Regions from separate parts of the Mus musculus genome. Here regions 1, 2 and 3 are each linked to region 4. Evidence: chromatin contacts called from public Hi-C and targeted proximity ligation data. All regions are on one chromosome and are shown on one strand. The core of a region is the stretch at or near the end of the contact, and the rest is flanking DNA. Distances in the headings are between cores, read along the strand shown.

The links. Hi-C and Micro-C count contacts between places; a contact is called where the count stands out from the background.
Region 1: a targeted proximity ligation map of regulatory T cells shows a contact between it and region 4, with 13 times the contacts expected there. A contact is called at or near these places in 16 of 484 Hi-C or Micro-C datasets (B cells, CD4 T cells, CD8 T cells and 9 more), 5 of 130 datasets of targeted methods (CD8 T cells, bone marrow-derived macrophages, effector CD8 T cells and 1 more) and 2 of 9 other capture datasets (adipose tissue and liver).
Region 2: a contact with region 4 is called in a Hi-C map of bone marrow-derived macrophages, with 48 read pairs. A contact is called at or near these places in 26 of 484 Hi-C or Micro-C datasets (the AML12 cell line, B cells, CD4 T cells and 11 more), 8 of 130 datasets of targeted methods (CD8 T cells, the SCID.adh cell line, effector CD8 T cells and 2 more) and 2 of 9 other capture datasets (adipose tissue and liver).
Region 3: a targeted proximity ligation map of CD8 T cells shows a contact between it and region 4, with 15 read pairs. A contact is called at or near these places in 5 of 484 Hi-C or Micro-C datasets (CD4 T cells, bone marrow-derived macrophages, centrocytes and 1 more), 4 of 130 datasets of targeted methods (CD8 T cells, the SCID.adh cell line and effector CD8 T cells) and 2 of 9 other capture datasets (adipose tissue and liver).

What each region holds. Positions count from the first base shown.
Region 1 is chr19:11,374,182-11,377,455 of GRCm38.p6, reverse strand. Ms4a4a (membrane-spanning 4-domains, subfamily A, member 4A) reads right to left here and starts at 1,968. Exons shown (of 7, transcript NM_001310331.1): 1 at 1,825-1,968.
Region 2 is chr19:11,354,716-11,357,851 of GRCm38.p6, reverse strand. No RefSeq gene overlaps it. Among named protein-coding and RNA genes, the nearest start is that of Ms4a4a, 19 kb to the left of the region's middle.
Region 3 is chr19:11,442,176-11,445,181 of GRCm38.p6, reverse strand. It overlaps Ms4a4b (membrane-spanning 4-domains, subfamily A, member 4B), which reads right to left and starts at 1,624. Exons shown (of 7, transcript NM_021718.2): 1 at 1,522-1,624.
Region 4 is chr19:11,587,432-11,590,875 of GRCm38.p6, reverse strand. It overlaps Ms4a6d (membrane-spanning 4-domains, subfamily A, member 6D), which reads left to right. Exons shown (of 7, transcript NM_026835.2): 5 at 680-886; 6 at 2,811-2,912. Among named protein-coding and RNA genes, the nearest start is that of Ms4a6d, 16 kb to the left of the region's middle.

The DNA of each region.
Region 1 (3,274 bases), core at 719-3,218, 210 kb after region 4:
TCTAACACACAACAGCTCGTTCATTGTTACTTGTGAAAATTTAGCTTTTGATTTAAATCATAAATTTAGCTTTAAATCATAAATCATAAATTTAGCTTCTGATTTAAATCATAATGAAGCTCTCACACATTCACCCCCATATACACAATCATTCATACACGTGTACACAAACGAGTACACACAACTAAATAAGTGCTCTAGTACCACTCGCCGCAATTTGAATTTGGAAATCATGATATTTAAAGTGTCCCCTAAAGTAGAGTGAAAATCGTGGCAAAACCTCAGAATGCTGTGGCGACTCTTCCTTCACAGGAAGGCCCAACAATTAACTCAGTTGACTATATTAAAAAAAAAAAAAAAACAGGTTTTTTTTTAATTCAATAATTGTTCTTACCTGTACTCCATGTCCAATCAATCTTTTTTTCAAATCTATATTTCTTCTACTTTATCAAAGGAATTCATCATCCTATCTGACAACCTTTAAGCATCCTCTTGTGTCCATCTGATCTTGTATATTTAATCTAACCCCACTCAATATCTATGGTGGTCATTTAAAAATATAAAACAGTTTTAATTTCCTATTAAGAGAAGTCCATATTTCAACCCCAACCTATATTTCTAATATTATTTTTATTTTTGCCCCGTTTTGTTTTGGGAGTATCAAATACATTGAATATATTTCAGCTTTCAGACATCATCGATTTTATTCCTGCTCTGGCATTCTAGACACATTCAGCTACATTGCAGAAAATCTTGACCACATCCCTTTCTGCTCTGCCATCACAACAAAAAGTCTACTCTCATTTCTTCTTGGGAACTGATAGTATCACATGTGTTCTGCCTTCCTTCACATGCATCTCCCTACCACATATGAGTTACTTAACCAACAATGGTAAGGAAGTGTTGAACAATTCTTTGTGACTTCCCTCACGAGCAATAGAGGACAAAGATGTTGGGAAATTGACAGATGTTTCTTTCCAGTCAGATTTAATGTGTACTTTGGTTTATTTGTTTACTGCAATTACTTTTGTCCTTATTTTTCCAGACATACATTCAGAAGATTTAGAAAATGAAGACTAGTATGAAAAAAATGATGGAAAAAATTTGCACTAAGAAATAAGTGTGTCTTGCATTTCAAGCTCTTTCTTAACATTCAAGTTTCTAGTGATTTCCCTCTTTTGTGTATGTTCCATTTCATCTGAAGAAAGACTCACACAGTTTTCTCTGCCCTTTACATAATGGCCATAACTAAGAATCTTCAAGCCTCTTCTATTAACAGATTTTCTAAAAAGGAGCTTAAGTTTATGCTCTAAGAGTCCCATGAATGGTGCCAAAGATTAGTGGGGACCTGGTTAGATCACAGTCTTTCTCAGGATCAGACTAAGTATGTTAAACTGGTGTGTTGAGCTTGCCTTATATAGTCTCTACCACGTTCTGCATGTGGCAGGTGTTTATTAACTATTAAAAATAATAGTATTAGATGAGAACAAATACAATAGAAGAAAAGACATTCAGAAATGATCAAAGGTGGAGATACTGGTTCCATTTTGAAAAGCAAAAACAACTAAAATCTTATTTAGACCCTTCTTTTGGCTCTTACCAGACCTTTTTTTTTTTTCTTGCCTCCCAGGGTTGCAGCACAGATTGCTCCTCAAAAGACCCCAAAGTACATGTGAACTCTTTACACCCTTCTTCACATTCAGAATGGTGGCTTGTACCAGAGAACAAGGCCTTTTTCCCCCCTTATTCTACTCCCAGTTTTCCTAGAACAAGAGATGAAAAACCATCATCACAAAAGCCTAGGAAAGGTAAGTCAGCACCTACCTTCCTTCTCAACTGGACAGCCTGTTATGTGTCAGATGAGGAGCTGTCTCTAGGAATGTGCCTCGGGCTCTTTGTTCAGATGCAATGACTTGCCCGTCACAGCTCATGTGTGACTAAAGCTGAAGTCTAGTATGTTTTCTAAATCCTAAAGGTTACTGCTGAGGATCTCAAAAAACACAGCTAGTTCCCTTTTTATTAGCTGAAGTATCCCCTGACTCTGCATCCTAGTTGTGTACATGTGGCTTCTTTAAAATCCACTAGAAAAACAGTGGCTGTCACAATCTCTCTTACAAAAAAGCAGCAGCACAGGTTTTACTGAGCATATCAGTGTAAGTCCATACTCAGCAGACCAAAGTCAATATCATGGCCCTTCAATCGCCGGGAAAATCCCATTTGTTGGTGATTTATTCTTGGAATCCCATTTCCCTTTATCCAGGAGTCTGAGGCAGGAGAATTGTGACTTATAGCCAGCCTGAGCTACATAAGGAGAACCTCTCTCAAAACAGTCAAAACTAGCAAATGCCTGTTTATAACAATTTCATACATTTTCTTGATACATTTCTTTTCCTAGAAAACTTTCAATGCATGCTTTTCGTGTGTGGTTTTTATGAAGTGCTACCATTTGGGGTTTACTACGAAGGTCCATCAGGTGGCAGCACATTGGTTACAAAGAAGTAAATAGTGCTTTGCAATTTTAAAGTAAATAACCCATTTCTAAGCCAAAGACACATTAAAGACAAATCTATTTCAATCATTGCCTACATGATCTTGTCATCTTCCAGAATATAGGATTGATTGTTCGTTGATAAAATAAAATAATCTTAAGATTAATGTAAGCATTAGTCTATTTTCCAATTCTGTAAAGTAATATCTGGTGTTGTATAATTTATATATAAAAATACACACTTCACTCACAGTTTTAGAATCTCAAAAGCATGGCCTTGCTGGTCTTAGTTAGGGATCTCTGGGCTCAACACACCATGAAAGATAGGAAAATGGTGGGAAGCTGGCTAAGAGATGAGATCAGATGGAAAGGTGAAAAGATAAAGACACGTTGTCTCATCTCTAGGCAACACATCTTAAAGCTTCTACCTGCCTTCACATTTCCCCACTGAAGATCAAAACTTCAACTTGCTGAGGATCTCAAAGGACAGATACATCCAACAACAGAAAAGAGGAAAGGAAAGTGGTTGGTAATTTTTAGTCATTCAATAATTTCTTAAAGAAAAATGTCCATATATCCAGCAATGTGCCATAGATAAGATGGTATAGAAAATATAAATAGACTCTGGTTCTGTGTCTGTCTGGGTAATTCAGACGAGTCAACACACAAATAAACATGCTAAAATCCTGGCTAACCAGTGCCCTGCAAGGTAACATATAACAAACTAAGTCAGTCATCATCGAACCCCATTGACCCCAGCCTTGGAAATAAAGAGAAGACTTTCCA
Region 2 (3,136 bases), core at 617-3,116, 230 kb after region 4:
TGGTTAGTTCATAATGTTGTTCCATCTATAGGGTTGCAGGTCCCTTTAGCTCCTTGGGTACTTTCTCTAGCTCCTCCATTGGGAGCCCTGTGATCCATCCAATAGCTGACTGTGACCATCCACTTATGCGTTTGCTAGGCCCCGGCATAGTCTCACAAGAGACAGCTACATCTGGGTCCTTTCGATAAAATCTTGCTAGTGTATGCAATGGTGTCAGCGTTTGGAAGCTGATTATGGGGTGGATCCCTAGATATGGCAGTCTCTACATGGTCCATCCTTTTGTCACAGCTCCAAACTTTGTCTCTGTAACTCCTTCCATGGGTGTTTTGTTCCCAATTCTAAGAAGGAGCACAGTGTCCACACTTTGGTCTTCATCCTAGTTTCATACAGTGTATTTTGATCATATCTACCCCTACTCTCACTTCTCCCAGACCCACTCCCTCTTTACCCACCCACCTTTGTGTTCTCATTCTCCTTATATCTATAGTTTAACACACCAATGAGAGTAAAGTTCATCTCTCAACCCTTATTAGAGAAGCTTCCTTTTGCCCTAAATAGAGGTTAACACAGAGACCAAGAGCTGATCAGAATGCAAATGATAAGGAACTGAAGGCTTCCAAGCTCTAAATGGGACATCTGTCATACCCCCTTCTTCCAAGATTCAGGGGTCACTGTAAAACAGGGAGCAGAAAAACTGAAAAAGAATAAGAGAAGAGGATGACTGCAAAATCTTTATACGTTAATTGTCACGACTATTTGCCATAGTGATGGAAAGTGGGCAACTGTAAATGGATAAATGCTTTTAACGGAAAATATGACAGGAATTTATAAAATGAAGGCTGGGACTTGAAAGGTTGGCTCAGTGGTTATGAGGGTTGGCTGCTCAGTGTGAGAAGATGTGCTTAACCCTGAGAGGCGCCAGGGAGGGGAGAGGTCTGGTGAGATGTAGGGGAACATCCTCTTGGAGATGGTGGGAGGAGGAATGGGATGAGGAACAGTCAGAGGGTGGACTAGGAGAGGAATAAAGACTGGCCTGTAAAAAAGATTAAATAATAATAATCTCTCACTGTTATTCTAAATTACTCTTCATATAAACAACGATGGAGAATAACATTAGTCATGCTGTGTTGGCATATGTCTTGATCTGAAAACCTGTATCATAATTAAATAATTAATGATAAATGGTAGATGTGCTTTATTAAAATTAAAATCAGTGTATAAATGGAGATATCCCATGGTACTATTCTGCAAACATTAAAGAAAAGGTTTGAACTAACTTCTTTAAATTACTATTATTTAAACATGAATAAATATACATGGCAAACTGCTAAAAATTAGTAAATGAAAACTAATTAAAGCTATTAGAAATTCAGCAAGATAGCTAGTAAAACATTTTATAAACAAAGTGTGTGTGTATTTAAGTTAAAATGTTCATTTGATTGTTTAAGAATTGAATAGAGACTTTTGTTTAAATACCAAAATATTTATAAAGCATCTCAGAGGAATACCATTAGGAAAGGATGTGAAATATACATAATAAACGTGCCTGAAGTAACCATGGTGAAACCAGAAAAACAAAAACATAAACAAACAAACAACAACAAAAAAAAACCTCTTGTGGAGATCTTTTTCCAGGTTTCTGATAAGGCAGAGAAACTACATAAATAAAGCTAAGAGGATCAAGCAATTGGTGTAGCTGTGCCAGATCAAAAGGAAAGAGTGCCATTTCACAGATGACACTTGAAAACCAAGTATGAAGATGATTACAGAAAGTGAGCAAATATTTCAAAGCATTGAACAAAGGCTTCCTGGGTGGTACCCACCTGTCAGAACCTGAGTAGCACGGCGGGTGACCCTCACAGCCCTCCCAGTTCCTAGGAAAGAATTCAATATGAAGTCACAGATTCAAAACACCCAATTTTGTGGTCAGGTAAAGGAAGTTAAAATGAGATCAGAAAAGCAAAGTGGTTTGGCTCCCGCCTATGCTCTTCCGGAGAAGATTATTTCTCAACGCTGGCTTTGATATCTGACACATTGAAGGCATAAGAGTCTTCACTACACGGTGATGGTAGCTTGTCCTACTTGTTTGGCATGAAATTGTACAATAACGCATTCAGTAGAGTGTCCAGAGCAGAACATACAATAAAAGCTATTATTTGTGTTGATACTGATAGATACATATTTGTACACCCTGTCCCAAAGTGGGTCCCCATCTGTAGTCTTCAAACGTAAGCTCTTGTTACAAATGTGAGGCAAATCAAGCTAAAACTCTAAACATCCTTCTCCTTATCTGTCTACAGATGAATGGAACCTGCCACCCTTGAGTGACTTCTCTGATTCTTACCTAATCATTAGAAATCTGTGTTCTAATGAGTAATCGACAATTAATTGTTGGTCAAGCCTAATATTTTAAACTCAAGTTATATCCTGAATTTGTGGGAAAGTTCAAATATGATTCTCTTATTCATGTAAATATTTTAGCCATTTTAAAAATCAACTCATAATGTTTAATTTACTTCTAGAAGGCTTTTTAAAATTAAACTTATATAATGAATTTAACTACTAGAAATTTCTTTTTCTTTTTATCTTTGCAAATGTATGTGTGGTACATGTCTGCGTTTGTGTTCATGTTAATACATTTGTACATGCACATGCCACAATATGTGTGAAGGTCAAAGGACAACCTCAGACATTGGTCCTCACTTTCTACTTTTCTTGAGACAGGATTTTTGGTTTCCTGCTATATAGATTTCAGGTTAGCTGACCCAAGTCTCCATGTCTTCTGCCTCCTTCCTATCTCTCTTCTATCTCTCTTCCTATTTCACAGCAGGAAGGACTGAGATTACAGATGGGTCACCTCCATTTTTGCACAGGTTCTGGGGATCCAAATTCAGATGCTCATACTTTCCCAGCATGTGCTTAGCACACAGATTTGATAGCCTGGATGAAATATCTTAAACCTCAGGATAAGAAATGGCCCGGAAGTGCTGTGGAATGCAGTGCTCTAGACAGCATATAGCTGTTATACACATTAAATCACAGAATCTGTAGTTATGTCTTTAGGACTTGCAGGAGTTCAAGCAGGTTAAAATTTCTAGCATACAGTAGAGAGCCCTGCTGAGCCCCATCCCTAGCT
Region 3 (3,006 bases), core at 375-2,874, 150 kb after region 4:
TCTTCAGCCATGGTAGTGTTAGCAGTAAGTGACGCTGTCTTAGAAGTCCACTGTAGGAAGCACCCATAGGAGCAGTGGCAACATTGATAACTGGGTACTCAATAGTGCTTTGTGATTCTATTCTTCTTGGTTTTCTCTACACTGCTGACACTAGATAAGAGATCCTTCTTGGTTTGAGATCCAGCAACACACACAAGCAGCCACTGCAGTGCTGGCTTCCAGAGTACAGGTTCCCAGAGCATCTGAAGATCCAGAGAACAGGGTCTGCCATCTAGAACCAATCAAGATATTCTCACCTGGAATTTAGACTGTTCCTCCTTCAGACCACACACATAGCATGAGGCTATGGAGGATGTCAGAGGCCCCGGTGTTGGGGGGAAGAGTGTTGTTATAACTCTGACATTGGTTAAAACATGAAACACCAGTATGCCTATCAGAGCTCATACAGGCCCATGGAGAGGTAGATGCAATTATAATTTAGGTTCTTGTGCTATCATGGCATACAGTCAATTTGAGTCCCAGTCGTTGAAACATCATCCAGCAATGACCCTGAATCTTGATATCATTTGATGGGAAGCATGGAATTGTTCAGACATTTTCCCAATATCTATATGTGCATATATGTATATATACACATATATATCTATATCTATCTATCTATCTATCTATCTATCTATCTATCTATCTATCTCTATCTCTATCTCTATCTCTATCTCTATCTCTATATGTATGTATGTATGTATATATATGCATGTATGTATGTATGCACATATGAATGTATAATGTATGTATAAATGTAAGTATATACGTATGTATGTATGCACATATGAATGTATATATAAATGTATGTATAAATGTATGTAAGTATATATGTATGTTTGTATTATGCAATATGTGAAGTTGTTGGAGCTAGTTGAAACTTGCTTCATCTACCAAGTGCCCTAAGCACTCACTTTCACCTTCCCTCAAAGGGCCATTTTCCCCTCAACGCTGCTTATGAGATCCTGTGGAAATGCTCAGTGTGTCACACACCCATGCGTGTTCCCCATGGGAGTTTATCCTCGGAGCCTGTGCCCCTGTGATTTATAATTATTCTCATGTTATTTGTGCTTCTGTTAGATCTGGAGAAGCTTTCAACGATCAGGTATGACATTTGTTTTACAATCTTAGGAATGCCAATAGTTTAGAAAAAATAGACAATTCTTATGTTTCTACGTACAAGGCTTTTAAAAAAAATGGTGTTTGGATTTCAATATCTCACACTCCATTGTCATTCCCTACAATCACTAAGGACAGGCTATTGTAGAGCGAACATGTCAAACTTTAAACACTCAAATATTTAAGTTACAAAATAAAGATTGCAAATATTCATCTCCTTATCATATTTTAAACCATGCTTTATATATTATTTTAATCATAAAATATTACAGAATAAAACATAAATCTTTTCTTTAAAAAAAAACCTTGTTTTAAGTAAAATTTACTCCTCAACTTCTAATAAAATAATAAAGATGTACTAACCAGACAATGGAAAGGATCAGATGTCAGCTGATTTATTCCAGGAGAAGCTTTGCTTGTGTGTTCTCACAGGACTCTGATTCACCTTTGTAGATAGCAGACTGTTTGATTGTGTCAGGACTTCCCCCCACTGACTAAGAGGCAGAAACCTTTGCCTCTGACATTTCCTCCCCACCCATCTCAGCCATCATATATGGGTGGATGTGTACTCTGAAAATTCAAGGTAGAAATTTTTGTTTTTTTATATAGAATTTAGACTTCTGATTCTTTTTAAAAAATTTCATAAGATTACTTTTTAATATAAGTAACAAAATAGTTGATTCTTTCCTTTAAGTGCACATTGCAACCTGCTAGTAAGAAAAACTGGCTGAGAAAATTATCGTGTCTATGTATACTCTGTTAATCTATAAGAAGTTACTTAAATACAAATGAATATGGGCTCTAGGGCATAATTTGTTTTTCACCCCTAATATGTAGAACATTTGATCAAGTGAGAGTATTAGGAAAATGGTTTTTTTCTACACATATTCACTGTAATTGTTTACTGTATGAAAAAAGGAATGTAACCATATTGTAATTTTTATAGGGCTTGAAAGATTTTACTGGGCTATATAAGATGTAGGAAAAAAATAAACTTGTTGGAGCTTTGCTACATGCAACAAATGTGTATATGTGTATATGTATGTCTATATGTATATATGTGTATATGTGAAATTTGTTGTAGCTTTGCTCGATCCAACAAATGTATATGTGCATGTATGTATGTATGTATGTATGTATGTATGTAATGGGTGAAGTTGTTGGAGCTTGTTGAGGCTTGCTTCATCCACCAAGTGTGTGTGTGTGTGTTTGATTCTTTCCCACCTTTTTCTTGCTGGCTCCAGAAAGTTTCACTGGACCCAGAGTCTTTCTTCCAGCCCCAGGGAGTCCTCCACCAGCCCCAGAGAATCAAGCTGTGTTCCCTCCAATAAAAATCTGCTGAATGACCAATTGCCTACTCTATGACCCACTCCAGTTTACCGTAGATGCCAAAGCTGCTCTTTGCCAAAACAAAAGAGCACTCCCACCCCCCTCTATGAAACCAGTGTCACTCTAATCCCAAAACCAGGTAAAGAAATACACACACACACATGCGCGCGCGCGTGCGCACACACATGAAAACTACATGTCATTTTCCTGATGAACATAGATCTAAAAATACTCAATAGAATACTGACAAAAAGAATACAAACATACATAATAAAGATTATCTACCATGACAACATTGGCTATATCCATGAAACATGGAATGGCTCAATATTCACAAGTTGGTTAATATAGTAAATCGTGTAAATGAACTTAAGAAAATTACACGATCATATCAAGAGATGTGAAAAGGCCCTTTGAGAAAACAACAGGCCTTCACGATAAAATTCCTACAGTATGTAAGGCTAGAGGGAAGACACCTCAATATAATAAAAGCTATATTTTAGAAACTCATAACCAACA
Region 4 (3,444 bases), core at 221-2,720:
TACCCACCACTCTTGTGTGTTTCTGAGGGTTCCATGGAGGTCTCTAAGTATATGAGTCAGATTTACTTTCTGCAACAAACACATGGGATGAATCAACTTATGAAGAAGAAAGGTTTATTTGGGCTTACATTTTAAGAAGTCTTCATACATGACTGTGTGAATCTGTTCCTTTGGAACTACTAGAGAGGCAGAGCATGTTTGGAAACAAGGTATGACAAATCTTCAATCAGGCTACACTGGCAAATGTTTCTACCACTTTACACTAGCATCCACCTGGAAATTAGGTCTTCATCACACAATTTTTTGGGGTCAGGGGAGGCATGCAAGATCCAAATTGTATCACTAAAGGTATTGGTAGATAGGGAAAATTTGGGTTCTGTATTCCCACCTTTGGCTACACGCTATCGGAGAATTTTCAGGTTTATCTAACAGGATGCTACTTGTAGTCATAGATGAAGCTGATAGAAAGACACTATTTTCTTCCCTGCCTCTGAAGTACTGTCTGGCATGGGATCATACTTTCCCAATCATAATTTACCTTCTGGGTTTATATGTTTGCAGACACTAGAGGGCATTGAGAAATAAACTATTGTAGGTTTAGATCCTGAAAGAGACAAGCAGCTGGGCCTATTATAGTGTAGTGAATAAGAGGCATATGTGATGTGTGTTGTCATTCCAGGTTCACAGCAGCCTAGCCCTGAGCATCCTGAGTGTCCTCTCTGCTCTTACAGGCATCGCTATTCTCTCTGTCAGTTTGGCTGCTTTAGAGCCTGCCTTGCAGCAATGTAAGCTGGCTTTCACACAACTAGACACAACCCAAGATGCTTATCATTTCTTTAGCCCTGAGCCATTAAACAGCTGCTTCGTGGCCAAAGCTGCTCTGACTGTAAGTATTTCAAAAGGAAATGTTCCAGGTTTTAAAGATGTTTTTTGACAGCATATTTCTTCTGTTCCCTGATTCAAAACTCTGTTCATTCTTTTTGTTGTTGTTGTTTTTGTTTTTAATTTATTAGTTTTTAAAACTAATATATAAAGTAATTGGTTTCATTGTGGTATTTTCATAGACATTTTTATTTTTATTTTAACTCTTGCTTGTACATTTAGGATAAAGCCAGAGTCATGGAAGACAGAGGCAAGAATGAACATATTGTTAAAATTCTACACCGAGTGGTCGTGTAGTAATAGCAAAATATTGAGGGAAATTACCAAATTAAGTAGATGATAAAACTATAAAGACCACCCCTATTTTCTAAGGATTAAGAAGGCATTAGAGGAATAAAGGATGCAGTTTTAGAGGCATAAAGGATGAGGTTGTCAAACCAAGAGTCTTACTTTATGGGGTAGTGAGTGAAGAGAGGCAAGCATACCAGAAAAACGAAACAAAAGAAAACAGATAATCAGGAAATGCATGAACCATGGTGCATGTGTGTGGTACAGGCATGAAGTGAACTGAGCAAACCTCAGCCACAAGTTGAGAAACAGCGTGGGAAATGCGGGGGTAGGGGGGAAGTCAGGGCATCTACTCCCTCCAGTAATCACAGTAGCAAGGAGCACCAAGCCCGTGTGGAAGTGAGCTCAAGGCTGCTTTCATTACAACACAAAGAGATGGGATTGTTAAATGAGGAGAAAAAGAAATCCAGAGAAATGGAGAAGAGTAACTGGCAGGATGTGAGGGCCTCCATCTCATCAGAAACACATCCATAGTCCTGTAACTATAAAAGTCAGATGAGCAAGAGACAGCTAGACAAATCACAGTCAATCAGTTCTCAACCCCAGGCTTTCTCAGATCCTTATGGAGCTGGGCCCAGGGAGTCTTCCTTAGTTATGAAAACCACAACAATAAAAAATGTTTGCATTAGACACATAACAATGCGAGAAAATTAACATCTGGAATAACTATGCCTGATTTTAGAAGCCTGAAGAATTGGGGAGGAATCTGGGTGGACCACAAAGAATGATGGCATCATGGGATAGTTTCACACTGTAAGTCAGAGACTGGCTTGAGTGTATTTCCTGGGACAGTGTCTAGGTACTGGAGGCATGCGCCGTCTCTTTTCTACCCGTGCCGTGTGCGCAGATAAATGAAGAGTTTACAGTGTGACACTCATCTTCCTTCCTATCAAGCGATCTTCATGAAGACCTTGGGACAGAGTCACGGGATATGTGTTCTTTACATAGATCCTTCTTTGAGTTGATTTTTGATGTCACAGACTTAGAAACTGGATTGCTTTTCTGCCTTTCACCATCACACACACACACACACACACACACACACACATACACACACACACACACACACAAATCAATCCTAAGGAAGAAGGTTCTATCAATGCCAACTTAAAAAGAGTTTGCTTGCATGATCAGAACCTCACTAACCCTCACAAGTCTCTGCAGAGGAAATACTACACAGGTGTGATAAGAGAGCATACAGAAACTAGAAAATTAAAGACTTACCCAGCCCCACACTAATCAAGAGAGCCAAGAGCAGGAACTGTTGACTCTGACCTGGGGTCACTACTCCTCTCTACTTCCTCATTGAGTGAACAGTATAGTCAGGATCCATGTCCAAGAAGGGTGAGAAATGGCAGAAAATGGCTTTGTTGATTTAGCTTGTTCTCTTCCCCTACTTGCTCCAAGGAATAAAGGGACCAGGCATCAATTTTAGCCCATCTGTAGGTCTGGGAGGATCCTTTCCCTTCTTGATGGTGTCTCTGATGGTGAAGATGGTTTCATCTTTACAATCACCTTCCACCCAGGAATGAGGGCATCAGCTGACTCAGTCACACCATCCTCTCTTCTCCTGAATTTAGGGAGTCTTTTCACTGATGCTAATCAGCAGTGTGTTGGAGCTTGGCCTGGCTGTCCTCACTGCCACACTGTGGTGGAAACAGAGCTCCTCTGCTTTCTCTGGGGTAAGTATGCTAGAGGCCACTTGAATCTTCCCTGGTGTTCCTCTGGGATATATTAGTCAATGCCACTAAGAATATCAGACAGAATAATCAGCCATCGTGAAATGTATACCACGTGGCTTTTTTTTTAAATGGGGAGGGTCCTTAGTAGATATTGGAGAGAGGAGACAGAAGTATAGATGATAAGGAATACCTGGACAAGAAATAGTTGTATATCACATATATCTTGGTTCTTCCCCCCCCCCAAACAAACAATCATAAGTTTGAGGAAGTTAAATGTATCTCTTGGCATTACATTGAGTTTGCCTATAGTCAGGGATTCCTGACTATACTGCTCACTCAAACTAGAACACAGCTGCCTCCCTTCTACTCAGGAAAATTTCTCTAATAGTAACTATCCTCTAACAGTCTTAACTTGGCAATGGCTTGTTGCACACTGAATGTGTTTAGCCCACTTTGAGATCTTAAAAATCTTCCTTACCTCAAAGATACTAAGAATATGTTAAATCAAGTCACACAGAGCTTAACTCAACTG